2 separate regions of the Pan troglodytes genome follow, and region 1 is linked to region 2. The links are chromatin contacts, called in public capture Hi-C maps. All regions are on one chromosome and are shown on one strand. The core of a region is the stretch at or near the end of the contact, and the rest is flanking DNA. Distances in the headings are between cores, read along the strand shown.

Region 1 (5,573 bases), core at 2,987-5,486, 190 kb before region 2:
GTTGGAAGCAACCTGGGTGTTCATCTCTGGGGAGATGGATAAAGAAAACAGCGGATGCTCAACTCGAAATATTTTGCAGCAGTTGGATGCAACAGTGAGATTTTTCAACAGCTACATAGGTAGGTATTTAAAACATTATAGGGTGGCTGGGCTTGGTGGTTCATGCCTTTAATCCCAGCACTTTGGGAGGGCGAGGCAGAAGGATCACTTAAGCCCAGGAGTTCTTGCAGTGAGCTGTCACTGCACCATTGCAGTCCAGCCTGGGTGACAGAGCAAAAACCTGTCTCTAAAAATTTTCTTCGTTTTTTTTAAATAGAAAAACATTACAGAGTAAGAGAAGGAATAGAGTGAAATTCTTATATAATTATCATTTATACAAACACACACACAAAGCACTGTGTAGTTTAGGTCCAGGGACATATATCAGCACATAGGGTTAGGCGCTCATAGTAAAGAGGGAAAAGGAGTGTGGGGAACATGTGGATCAGGAGAGGGTAAAATAAAACATCAGAAGGGCCCTACATGGACCAGCGATGATGGGATGATCATTTACCACAAACCAAGTATGAATTATGGAACTCTTTGGACCTGGAGTCCTAATAACATTTTTTTGAAAATTGCTAACAGTGCCTATTTTATGGTGTGTACAATGTGTCTGGCCATGGAAGCCTTTGCAAGGTTTTACAAACACATTTTGGCTCTCCTATGTGAGTCTCTGGCCTCCTCTCAGGCCTCATCCCTTTTAGCTTTCCAGCCTTTACTCAGGCTGTGCTGAATGCTGTCCTTATCCTGACTTCTCTACCTCTCCAACCTTTCCTTCCCATTTCTTTGACTACCCCAGACTCCCAGATAGCTGCCTGTGGAGTCTTGGCTATTTCTTGTTTGTGACTTGAGCACAGAGCTAGGCTGTAACAAGGCTGCAAGGGAACAAGTACTGTTTCTTCTTCCCAAACAGTGAGCTCCCCTGAGGATCTTCTGAATAGCTCACCACCACTTCAGTTGGGGTAGGATGCACCCAGGCATCTTTTGCTTATTACCAGGCAAGAAAGGTAAACTGAGTCATAAAATGTTTGATGTGGAAAGGAACAACATTTGTTGAGCTCTTATCGGGTGCTAGACCCAGTTCTAAGGTCTTAACCCTCAGTAATCCCTGTGGCCACACTGTTAGGTGGATGGGGGCTGAGCTCACTGGACAGATGGGGTAACGGGAGGCACACAGAGGTTACGACACTAACCAGATAGAGGCTCCAGATCCTGGAGCTGAAAAAACCCTTGTTTGGGGTCTTAAGGCCAGAATGGGACCCAGATCATCCCCCTGAGTCAACCCTGGGTGGAGGAAACCGTCTACTCCACACTGACTGTACAAGTCAGGCATCAGGGGACGGGAGACCCTGACATTTAGAGCCTTAAAAAGACCTTCTACACTATTTAGTATGGTCAGTTTGAGGTCATATAAGGAGAATCAGGAGATTCCCTCAAGCCCCTTCCCCTCTTCTTGAACCATAGTTTCTCAATCTGTAAAATAGGACCGAGTTCTGGAAATTCTTTTCTCAGTCGGCCAGCAGGTGGAGCCCACTCTTCATGCCTTCCTCAGCCTCCAGAAAGCTGCGGCGTCCCGGGGAGGAGGGTGTGTTCTGGGGCTGATCCCTCTGGGCTTCTGGGACAAAGCAGGATCGCTGCCCAGCCCCAGCCCGGCAGAGCGGCCCGGGAGCCCCGGGTGACTGCCCCGGACTTCAGGGCCCGGCTTCGCTTTCCCCCTGCAGGACACTCTCGGTACTGCATGGCCCCGGGCCCCAAGGGCAGGGAGCGAGACCCTGGAGTGAAGACCCCCCGGCCCCGCCAGGTGTGATGGGGGGGCCCTGGGGATAGGGTCCCCGAAGCAAAGCTGAGACTCAGAGGTGGGCTGCGGAGCCACGCCGTCCGCAGGGGCGGTGGCTACAGGTAGTTGTCTTCTGCGGCATCGCTCCCGCCCCTGGAGCCCCGGGGCTCATCCTCGTCGTCGTCATCGGGGGCCAGCGCCTCGATGTCGTGCGTGATGTCAGCCAACAGCCGGTGGAAGGCCTGTGCCTCGGGCCGCTGCGCCGCGCCATCGTAGCTGCGCACTGCGGAGGCCGACGTGGAGCTCATGCTGCGCTTGATGCGGCCGAAGCTGTCAGTGAGGATGCCGCCCTCGCGGATGCCCACGCCCTCCAGGAAGCCCTCGAAGTAGCCGATGTCCTGGTCCGGGATGAAGGGCCGCATCCCTGCGAGCCGAGGGGCGTGGTGAGTCCCCAGGACACGTTCCCTTTCCCTCCCACAGGGGAAGCGTCCTCTCTGCAGATCTGGGTGCAAATCCCTGCTGTCACTCACTGGCTGTGTGGCCTTGCCCAAGGTCCTTAACTCTCTGAGCCAGCGAATAACGACACAGCGCTCAGCACACAGTGAATGCTCACTACATGCTAGATTACTGTACTTTTATTATTATTATTATAGCCTCCGCCTCCCGGGTTCAAGAGATTCTCATGCCTCAGCCTCCCAAGTAGCTGGGATTACAGGCGCACACCACCACGCCCTGCTAATTTTTGTATTTTTAGTAGAGACAGGGTTTCATGTTGGCCAGGCTGGTCTTGAACTCCTGACCTCAGGTGATCCGCCAGCTTCAGCCTCCCAAAGTGCTGGGATTACAGGTGTGAGCCACCTCGCCAGGCCTATTTTTGTTATTATGTACCATCATTATATTCCCATTGATTAATTATGTTGAACCTCATTTTCCTCACCTGTAAAACAGATAATTGCACCTGTTCTCTGGGTAGGGATGTGAGGATTAAATAACAAGGTACTCAGCACATACTGAGCACTCTGTAAACAGTTTGTTTTATTTCCATTCCTACTTACTAGCTATGTACCTCAGTCCTTTACTTTGTAACTCTGAGTCTCAGTTTCCTCACCTGCAAAATGGGGACCAATAATAGTATCTACTTCTCAGAACTGGGGGCATTTAATGAGATGATGCTTGGCGCAGGGTAACTGCCAAGCACATGTCAGCTTATTCGTATTATTCCTCCTGTTATTATTAGCCCTCCTTACTAGCTGTGTGACCTTGGACATGTTCCTTAGCCTTTCTGAGCCTCAGCTTCCGTGTGGGGTAAGATGGGAAGAATCAGTCCCTCTCGCAGCTTTGCTGTGAGGATGAAATGGCCACACCACTGCTTAGTTCTTCTTATCAACAGTGTCTCCCAGCTCTGACAAGTCCTTTCCCTACTCTGCACTTTGGGCTCCTCATCTGCCCTGTGAATCTCATGATCTGGGTTTCATCAGAGGCTGAAAGATAAGGAGAAAACATTTGCAGCCTGGTGCCTGACTGGGATGGCATGGACCAAGCAGGGGCCCTAGCTGACCTCTGGGGGTACAGCGGGGGCTCACCAAGGAGGAGGAACTTGCGCCGGTCTCCGTAGAGCTTCAGCAGGCCTGTGCAATAGTCCTGGATGGGCAGCCCCAGCCGGTACTCCCGCAGCAGCATCGCAAACTGCTGGATCTCGAGGGGCCCCAGCTTACTCCGCAACTATGTGGGGGACACCATTCGAGATCAATCCCAGGAAGCAGCACCATCCAACCCCTGCCTGAAAGGCCCAGAGCCTTCCCTAAGGGCATGTTTGGCCCAGCTCTCCTCTGAAAACCTTCCCATGGGCTATTCAGAGGACATCTAGATCCCTTAGGCTGCATTTAAGAATAGGATGTGGACTCAAGCTGCCTGAGTGCAAATCTTGACCCCTTCACTGGATCAGCTCTGTGATCTTGGGTAGGTGACAACCTCCATGATGCTTGCTTTTCTCATCTGCAAAGTGAGGATAATGATGGTATTTTCTTCTTGGGGTTGTTGAAAAGATTAAAAGAAATAATGCATGAAAGGTGCTTAGAATGGTGCCTGGTATACAGCAGGCACTCAATTAATGCCAGCTGACGTTAGTTAAGGCCTTTCACAAGCTGGCCTCAGTTTACTCTCCTAACCTCATCTCCTGCTCTGACCTCTGATGTCTTCTGCTTAGGTTATGTCCAGGGCAATGTGCCATTCCCAAAATGTTTACTCCAGCCTCCAGGCTTTTGCTTGTGCCATTCCCACCACCGGCCCCAGCTCACCGTGACCATGTAATCCTGTAACTGCTCCAAGCCCAGACCGCTGTGGTCGCTGCCGCTGCAGTGGGAGCCATGGAAAGAAGGTGTGGACGTGCCGCTGTAACATGCTTCAAAGGTGTCCTGGGAGCCATTGCTGCAGGCATGGGAAGAAGGGCCTTCACTCACCTCCCTCCAGCTCCTGGCCCTCAGGCAGGCTGAAGGTAGGAGGCCTCATCCTAGACTGCATGCTGGCCTCCAAGGCCTCGCACACCCTGGCCCCTGGCACCTCTCAAGTCTCATCTGTCACTGTGCTTGCCTTTGCCTTTGCTCTTTGTGCTTCGCGCCCCCCACCCCCCTTCTCCTTCTTCCTCTACTATCTCCTCACCTCTGGGTGTTTGCACCTGCTGGTCCCTCTGCCTGGATTGCCTCCTTTCCCCTCCCTTTTGCACAGCTAACTCTTACTCATCCCGTGATCTTAAATGTCATCTCCTCAGGAGAGTGTTCTCTAATTCCCCTAGGTTGGGTTAGAACCTCTGTTGAACATGCTCCCTCAGTCCATGGCCTACCTGTGACATGCATGGCCTTTCCAGGTACCCCCAAGCATCCTCTCTGACCACTCTCTCCCTCACACCATTTGCCACAGCCACAGTGGCCACCTGCTGACCCTCAAACCCACTAAGCTCTATCCTGTTCAAAATTTTTTTTTTTTTTTTTTTGAGACAGATTCTTGCTCTGTCACTGAGGCTGGAGTGCAGTGGTGCGGTCTTGGCTCACTGCAGCCTCCGCCTCCCGGGTTCAAGCAATTTTCATGCCTCAGCCTCCTGAGTAGCTGGGACTACAAGCATGTGCCACCCAGCCAATTTTTGTATTTTTAGTAGAGACAGGGTTTCACCATGTTTGTCCAGGCTGCTCTCAAATGCCTCACCTCAAGCAATCTGCCCACCTCAGCCTCCCAAAATGCTGGGATTACAGGCGTGAGCCACCACGCCTGGTTAGTTCAGGATTCTTACATTTGCTGTTCCGTCTACCTGGAACACTCTTCCCCCTTTCATCCTCCAGGCCTCAGTTCATGTGCCATCACCTCGAGAGGCCCTCCTGACTCTCCAGCTGAGTTGCGGTCCCCCTCTGCCTCTCTTATAGCACCCTGAGCCTCCCTTTAGTACTTATTACCATTAATGATTGTTACTGTTAAATTGTGATTTCATTGCCTCCTATGCTAGACTGTAAACTTGACAAGAGCAGGGACTTTGGTTTTCTTCATTTGTTGAACACCTACTATGTGCCAGGCCCAGGTTTTGCCCTCTGTCTTGTGTCCATCTGTATCCCCAGCACACAGCAGAGTGCCTGGCACATAGGAGGTACTCAAGAAATATTGCTTAATAAAAACTCAACCTTAGGCTCCTGCCTCCTTGTCTCTAAATTGTTCCAGAACCATCCTCCATTATTACCTACAAAGAAGCCGTGTAGCTTTGTGGTATAAG
Region 2 (5,413 bases), core at 25-2,524:
CATGGATCTCTGACCTCCCTTCCACAGCGCCCCATTGTCCCAGGTCAGCCTGCCATTCGGGCTCCTGCTAACTTCTCCAGACCTATTTCCTGCTTCGTCTCATGCAAAAGCCCTACTGGCCTGCTCCAAGATGAGCTTATACTCAGCTGCAAGTCTCTGGACAGCAAGCAGTCCCCTCTGCCTGGAACACCCTCCTCACTCTCTGTCTGGAAAAGCCCTGCTCCTTGTGTGCCCTCAGCTTGGATGTGACTCCCACTGAAGAGAAGAGAATAGGGGTTAGCGTCTCCTTCCTGTTCTCATGGTTTCATGAGATTCCTTCCAGCTTCACCCTGATCCCCATCCTCCCACTGGGGTTCCAGAGGCTGTGAGCTCCCCAAGGGCAAGGGCCATGACTCATTCATCCCCAGGCTCTCGCTGGGGGCCAGGCCCAGAGCTCGGCTCAACAAATGGTTGTGAAGTGGTTGCTGTGTGGGAAGTCAGATGGCCTGCCTCACATCCTGATTCCCCTATTCATCAGCTGGGAGCCCATGGACTTGTCCATACACTCCTTGTGCCTGTTTCCTCATCTGTGAAATGTTGATAATGAAAATACCTACTCATAGGGTGGGGACAAAATAAGTTAATTGATGGGAATCACTTGGTATAGTGCCTGGTGGCCAATAAATATTACCCATTAACATGAAGGAAGAAACAGATGCATAGGCAGCTTCATAGGTAGGAGATGGTCCAGGTGGGCACATCCTTCAGGACAGCCCTGGCTCCTCCATGCCCTCGGCGCAGCCCTCTCACTGGCTGAATCTTTACCTACCACTGTCTTGTTGGGTCCAAGGTGGCCAGTGGAATACAAGGCCACTGGACCCAGACAGGAAAAGGCAGCGTCACCAGCCCTGATGTAATCCAAACCAGATGTGGCCTTAGTGGCTTCCAGACCCATGGGGGGTGGTCACTGTGGGCCTGGCTAAGGCCTTGAGGCAGGAAATGGTCTTGGAGGAAAGCTCTCTGGGCTGGGACCAACTGGGAGGAGCGCTCCCATTGACAGTGTTAATTAACCCTTCTTAGCTTACAAAGAGGGCCCAGGACCCCGTTCAGGGGCAGGCACAGAGGTGCCTTGCAGGGGAAGAACACAGCATCAGCGTTGAGATGGACACTGAGCAGGAGGGGCCCATGGCCCTGGTGCCTGTGGTGGGCACAGCAAACCATGCAAGGGTCAGGGAAGCTCAGCCTAACACCCAGAGAACTGATGCCCTGGGAACCCTTGCTCAGTCCTGGTCCAGCTTGGCAGTCCCAAACCAGCTATGGTCTCCCGCCCTCCATCAGGGCAGCTCCTAGCGTGAAAAATCTTTCTTTCTTGTAGCTGCCAGGGATGGGAGCGTTCTTGAAAGCAATGGGGCTGGGGCCTAAGCCTGCAGAGAGGCAGACCCAGCTGTCCACAGGGGCCGTGGCTGCAGCTTTGCCCTGAGTGTGCTCCGTGGCCCTCAGTGGGAACAAGGTCTCTCTGAACCCACATTCCCCCTTCCACATTATCGAATCTATACTCTCTGCCTCTGGGGACGAGGGGAGGCCCAGAGGAAGCACCTGATAACCATAAAGAGCTTTCTAAGGTGTGCTCCTGGGAAGGGGTGGGGCTGGGTTCTGAATGGGCTTCTTGCACAGGACATGTTAATTTGCTGTGTAGCCTTGGCCAAGTCACTTTCCCTCTCTGAACCTGTTTTTTCACCTGTAAAATATGGTGCATGAGCACCCCATCCCGTCTCTCAACTGTCACAATGGCCCTAGGAGTGGCAGAGGAGAAAAGAGCCGAGGTTATCAACTTCATATTACAGAGGGGGAAACTGAGGCGTGCACTGGGAGTCAGGAGTCCTGGGTTCTAGTTCCAGCTGTTACTGTCTCTGATGAGGGACCTTCCCCATCTTGGCCTCGGTTTCCCCAGCTGGATCCAGGCCCTGGATCTCTGCTGTGGCTGGACTTCATTTCCTTCCCTCCCCCCACGGTGGTGACTCATCCCTCATCAACATGCTGTGTGGCCGAGGCTCAGCCTGGGTGGGGGCCAGCGAGGCCAAGAAAACCACTCAGAGGAAACCGCAGGCCTGGCCCAGCTGGCAGGTGGCGGACGGGCAGGCAGGCAGGAATCCACAGCCCTAGGGGCCCTGCCTATAAGCGCACCTCCCACCAAGAGCCCAAGCCAGGTTCCCCAGGACCCCCAAGCCCCAGACTGCGAGTCAGGCTCAGACTTCAGAGTCACCCATTCACCACCCCAAGTGATACTGCTGCAACCGGACTCTGAACTCCCCAGCTCAAGCAGGGCGGGGATCGCAGTGAGGACCAGTGTTCATGGAGGCAGGAGAGAGATGGGATGAACAAGCCTAAGGTTTCTCAGGAGGCAGGCAGTGGTGAAGAGCAGGGCCTCTGGGCCCAGACCATCTGGGTACAAATCCTGGCTCTGCCACTGACTATGTGGCCCTGAGCAAGTGGCTGAACCTCTCTGAGACTTGGCTCCACACTCTGAGAAATGGACACAACACCTCGCAGCGTCACCGTGTGCAGCCGATGTGATCATCAACACAATGCGGCGCCCAGGGCCAGCAGCCGGCAGGTGCTCGATGCATGTTAACTGCTGTCTCTGCTCTTCCTGCTGGAACCTCTCTGTTCCCACAGGCCAGTCCCACTTCTCAGTCGTCCTCACAGCCAGAAAGGCTGCACTGTATCAGGGCTCAGCTCTCTTGCCCTCTGGGCTGCCCCCAGATGGAGCGTCCCCTGCCCCTCACTGCTGGCTTGTGGTGAGGTGGCCGTGGCCACTGGGAAAAATCAGAGAACAGTCCTCTCCCCTGAGGCCCTCATTGTAGACCCAGCAAAGGCATCGCAGGCCTGCCAGACCTGGCCTCCACCTGGAGACCGGACTCTCTGCTTACACCCTATCCTGGTGAGAGGCAGAGGGAACGCATGGGCACAGCCTTGCTCTGGGAGACAGAAAAGCTCCTTTCAAGCCCCAGTCCCTGACTTGTTGAGTGGCATTCAAGTTCCTTCTCTCCTCTGAGCCTCAGTTTCTTCATATGTGGAGTAAGGATAAGAACATTATCGTTCCCTGGGCCGAGCACAGCCCTAAGTGCCTTACCTCAGTCTGACTGATGCTGCAGCCATGGCCCCACCCTATGAGGTAGATCCTAGCGCTGCCCACTCTCTCTGGCTCAGTTTCTCCCTCTGTAAAACAGGAATAATAATACCTGCCTCATGAGAATCACCTGAAGCCGGGAGGCAGAGGTTGTGTGCAGTGAGCATAGATCACACCACTGTACTCCAGCCTGGACGACAGAGTGAGACTCCATCATAAATCAATCAATCAACCAATCAATCCTGCCTCGTAATCTTGCTGTGAGGAGTAAATGAGTTAACACAGCACAGGCGCTTTAAGTAAAGCTGGGCACGCAGTAATCACACACCCGGTGTAGGCTGTTGCTGCGACCTCCCTCTCACAGGTGAGGATACTGAGGCACAACGTGCAGAAGCCACCTGCCCACATCATGTGCTGGGCAGACTGGCACCTGAGCCTGCATGAACCACCAAACTGTGAGCTGATGGATATTGCTAAAGTGTCCGGCACACAGTAGGTGCTCAGTGAACTGTGGTCATCAGCGACCTCACACCAGTGCAGGCACACACAGAGGGAAGGAGGCCACATCCAACCTGTACATTTATTTACAAGGCACAAGCTGAGAGCAGACTGGGGGCTGCCCCATGGCCTTCCTAATTCTCCTGGGCCTGCTGACCCCATCATCTGAGGCCATGGGTGACCCCCAAGATAGGGGCCCCGAGTGGTTGGGTTGGGCCAGCTTGGCCCTGAGGCAAGCTCGGGGGTGGTCTCCTGTGTCCCTTGGCTTCTCCCCTCCCCCTCCACCAGGCCTGGGCTGGGCGCCCTCTCTCTCACACACAGTTCCTGTGTGTTGGTGGTCGCAAGGAAGGTGGGTGGGGGCCAGCCTGGGCCAGATGGTGTGGGCTCGGCCTTATCTGCTGGAGTGGGGAGGTGGCGGGGGCATGGAGGTCCTCTCTCACAAAGCCTGCTCTGTCTTCCCTGGCAGCTGGGCCTTAGGAATCAGCGTTGCAGCCTTTCTGCCCCACCAGGAGCCTCCCATCCACAACCACAGAAGCCCTACATGCTGAGACCCCCAGCCATGGCACTCCAGCTAGGAGGAGGCCCAGGCTAAGGACTCTCCCAGTGGGGCAAAGCAGGGGTCACCACGGCGGCGGCAGTTCAAAGACGAGGAGCTGGGGAGGGAACCGGGAGCGGCTTCAACGGGGGCCTGGAGTCTGGGGTGTGGCCGACAGGCTGGAGCCCTGTCTGGGGAGGTGCTAGCAGGATGGATCCAGGCCACACTCCGAGGCGGCTCACATCGGGGAAGCGGTCACTGCATGGGGGCGTGGGGAGCCCCGAGCCTCCCAGCCTGGCACAGCCTTGTCCTGACGAGGCTGCCCTGGGGATCTGGCTGCCTTTTCTGGCCTTCTGGGCTGTGTGGCCTCAGCCCCGGCCACTGTGTGGCTGCGTCCAGGCCTCAGCTGCGCCCAGGGCTCAGACCCCCAGAGCCATCAGTGCCCCCGAGCTGCTGATCTTCTTGAAGCGGTTGGCAGCGCTGACAGCAATGAAGTTTTTCTGGAGGGCAGAAGAGAGGGAGTCCCAGTCAACACCAGGGCAGGGGGGCAGCTGCAGGGTGTCTGAGCAGCCTGTAAGTCCCCTTCAGTCCAGGAGGGTCACAGGCTAGAGAAGGTGCAGTGCCCAAAATGGCCACGGGAGGCGCCATGACACTGTATTGTCCAGGAGTCCCCTCACTCAACGGATAGGTCAGCCAGACCTGAACCAAGGACCGCTCTGCTCCAAACACTCCCATGGCTCCAGTTTTGCTCCAAGTAAAAGATAAACCCCTTGCCATGGCCAATGAGTCCCTCCACCTCCTGTCCCCCTCTTCCTCTCTAACTTCATTCCTTACCTCCTTGCTCACTCCACTCCATCCATACTGGCCTCCTACCTGTTCCTCAAACTCTCCAACCACACCTCTGCCTCAGGGCCTTTGCACTGGCTATTCCCTCTGCCCGGAATACTCTTCTCCCAGTATTGGCACGGCTCACCCCTCCCCACCTTCAGGTCTTTGTTCACATGCTTCTCAGTGAGCCCTTCCTGACCCCCCTATTTAGAAGTGCAGGCTGGGCACAGTGGCTCACACCTGTAATCCCAACACTTCGAGAGGCCGAGGCGGGAGGATTGCTTGCCTGAGCAACATGGCGAGACCTCATCTCCACAAAAATATTTTTAAAATATTAACTGGATGTGGTGGCATATGTCTGTGGTCCCAGCTATTCAGGAGGCCAAAGGAGAGGATCACTTGAGCCCAGAAGGTCAAGACTACAGTGAGCCATGATAGCGCCA

What was found. Capture Hi-C pulls out chosen DNA fragments and counts their contacts.
Region 1: a contact with region 2 is called in a capture Hi-C map of stem cell-derived neural stem cells, with 2.8 times the contacts expected there. The contact joins two enhancer-like sites. A contact is called at or near these places in 1 of 7 Hi-C or Micro-C datasets (stem cell-derived neural progenitor cells), 1 of 1 datasets of contacts at active chromatin or transcription factors (stem cell-derived excitatory neurons) and 1 of 1 other capture datasets (stem cell-derived neural stem cells).

What each region holds. Positions count from the first base shown.
Region 1 is chr21:38,247,899-38,253,471 of NHGRI_mPanTro3-v2.0_pri, reverse strand. CCM2L (CCM2 like scaffold protein) reads right to left here. Exons shown (of 9, transcript XM_016937652.4): 7 at 4,117-4,246; 8 at 3,403-3,541; 9 at 344-2,243. The coding sequence ends at 3,439. Among named protein-coding and RNA genes, the nearest start is that of CCM2L, 20 kb to the right of the region's middle. Within about 2 kb of position 4,236, at least 3 of the 24 cell types and tissues checked have an H3K27ac peak or open chromatin away from gene starts, as enhancers often do. A contact at or near this core is called in stem cell-derived neural stem cells, where this site is marked.
Region 2 is chr21:38,052,277-38,057,689 of NHGRI_mPanTro3-v2.0_pri, reverse strand. MYLK2 (myosin light chain kinase 2) reads right to left here. Exons shown (of 12, transcript XM_003316903.7): 12 at 3,676-4,642. The coding sequence ends at 4,562. Among named protein-coding and RNA genes, the nearest start is that of FOXS1, 10 kb to the left of the region's middle. Within about 2 kb of position 1,274, at least 7 of the 24 cell types and tissues checked have an H3K27ac peak or open chromatin away from gene starts, as enhancers often do. A contact at or near this core is called in stem cell-derived neural stem cells, where this site is marked.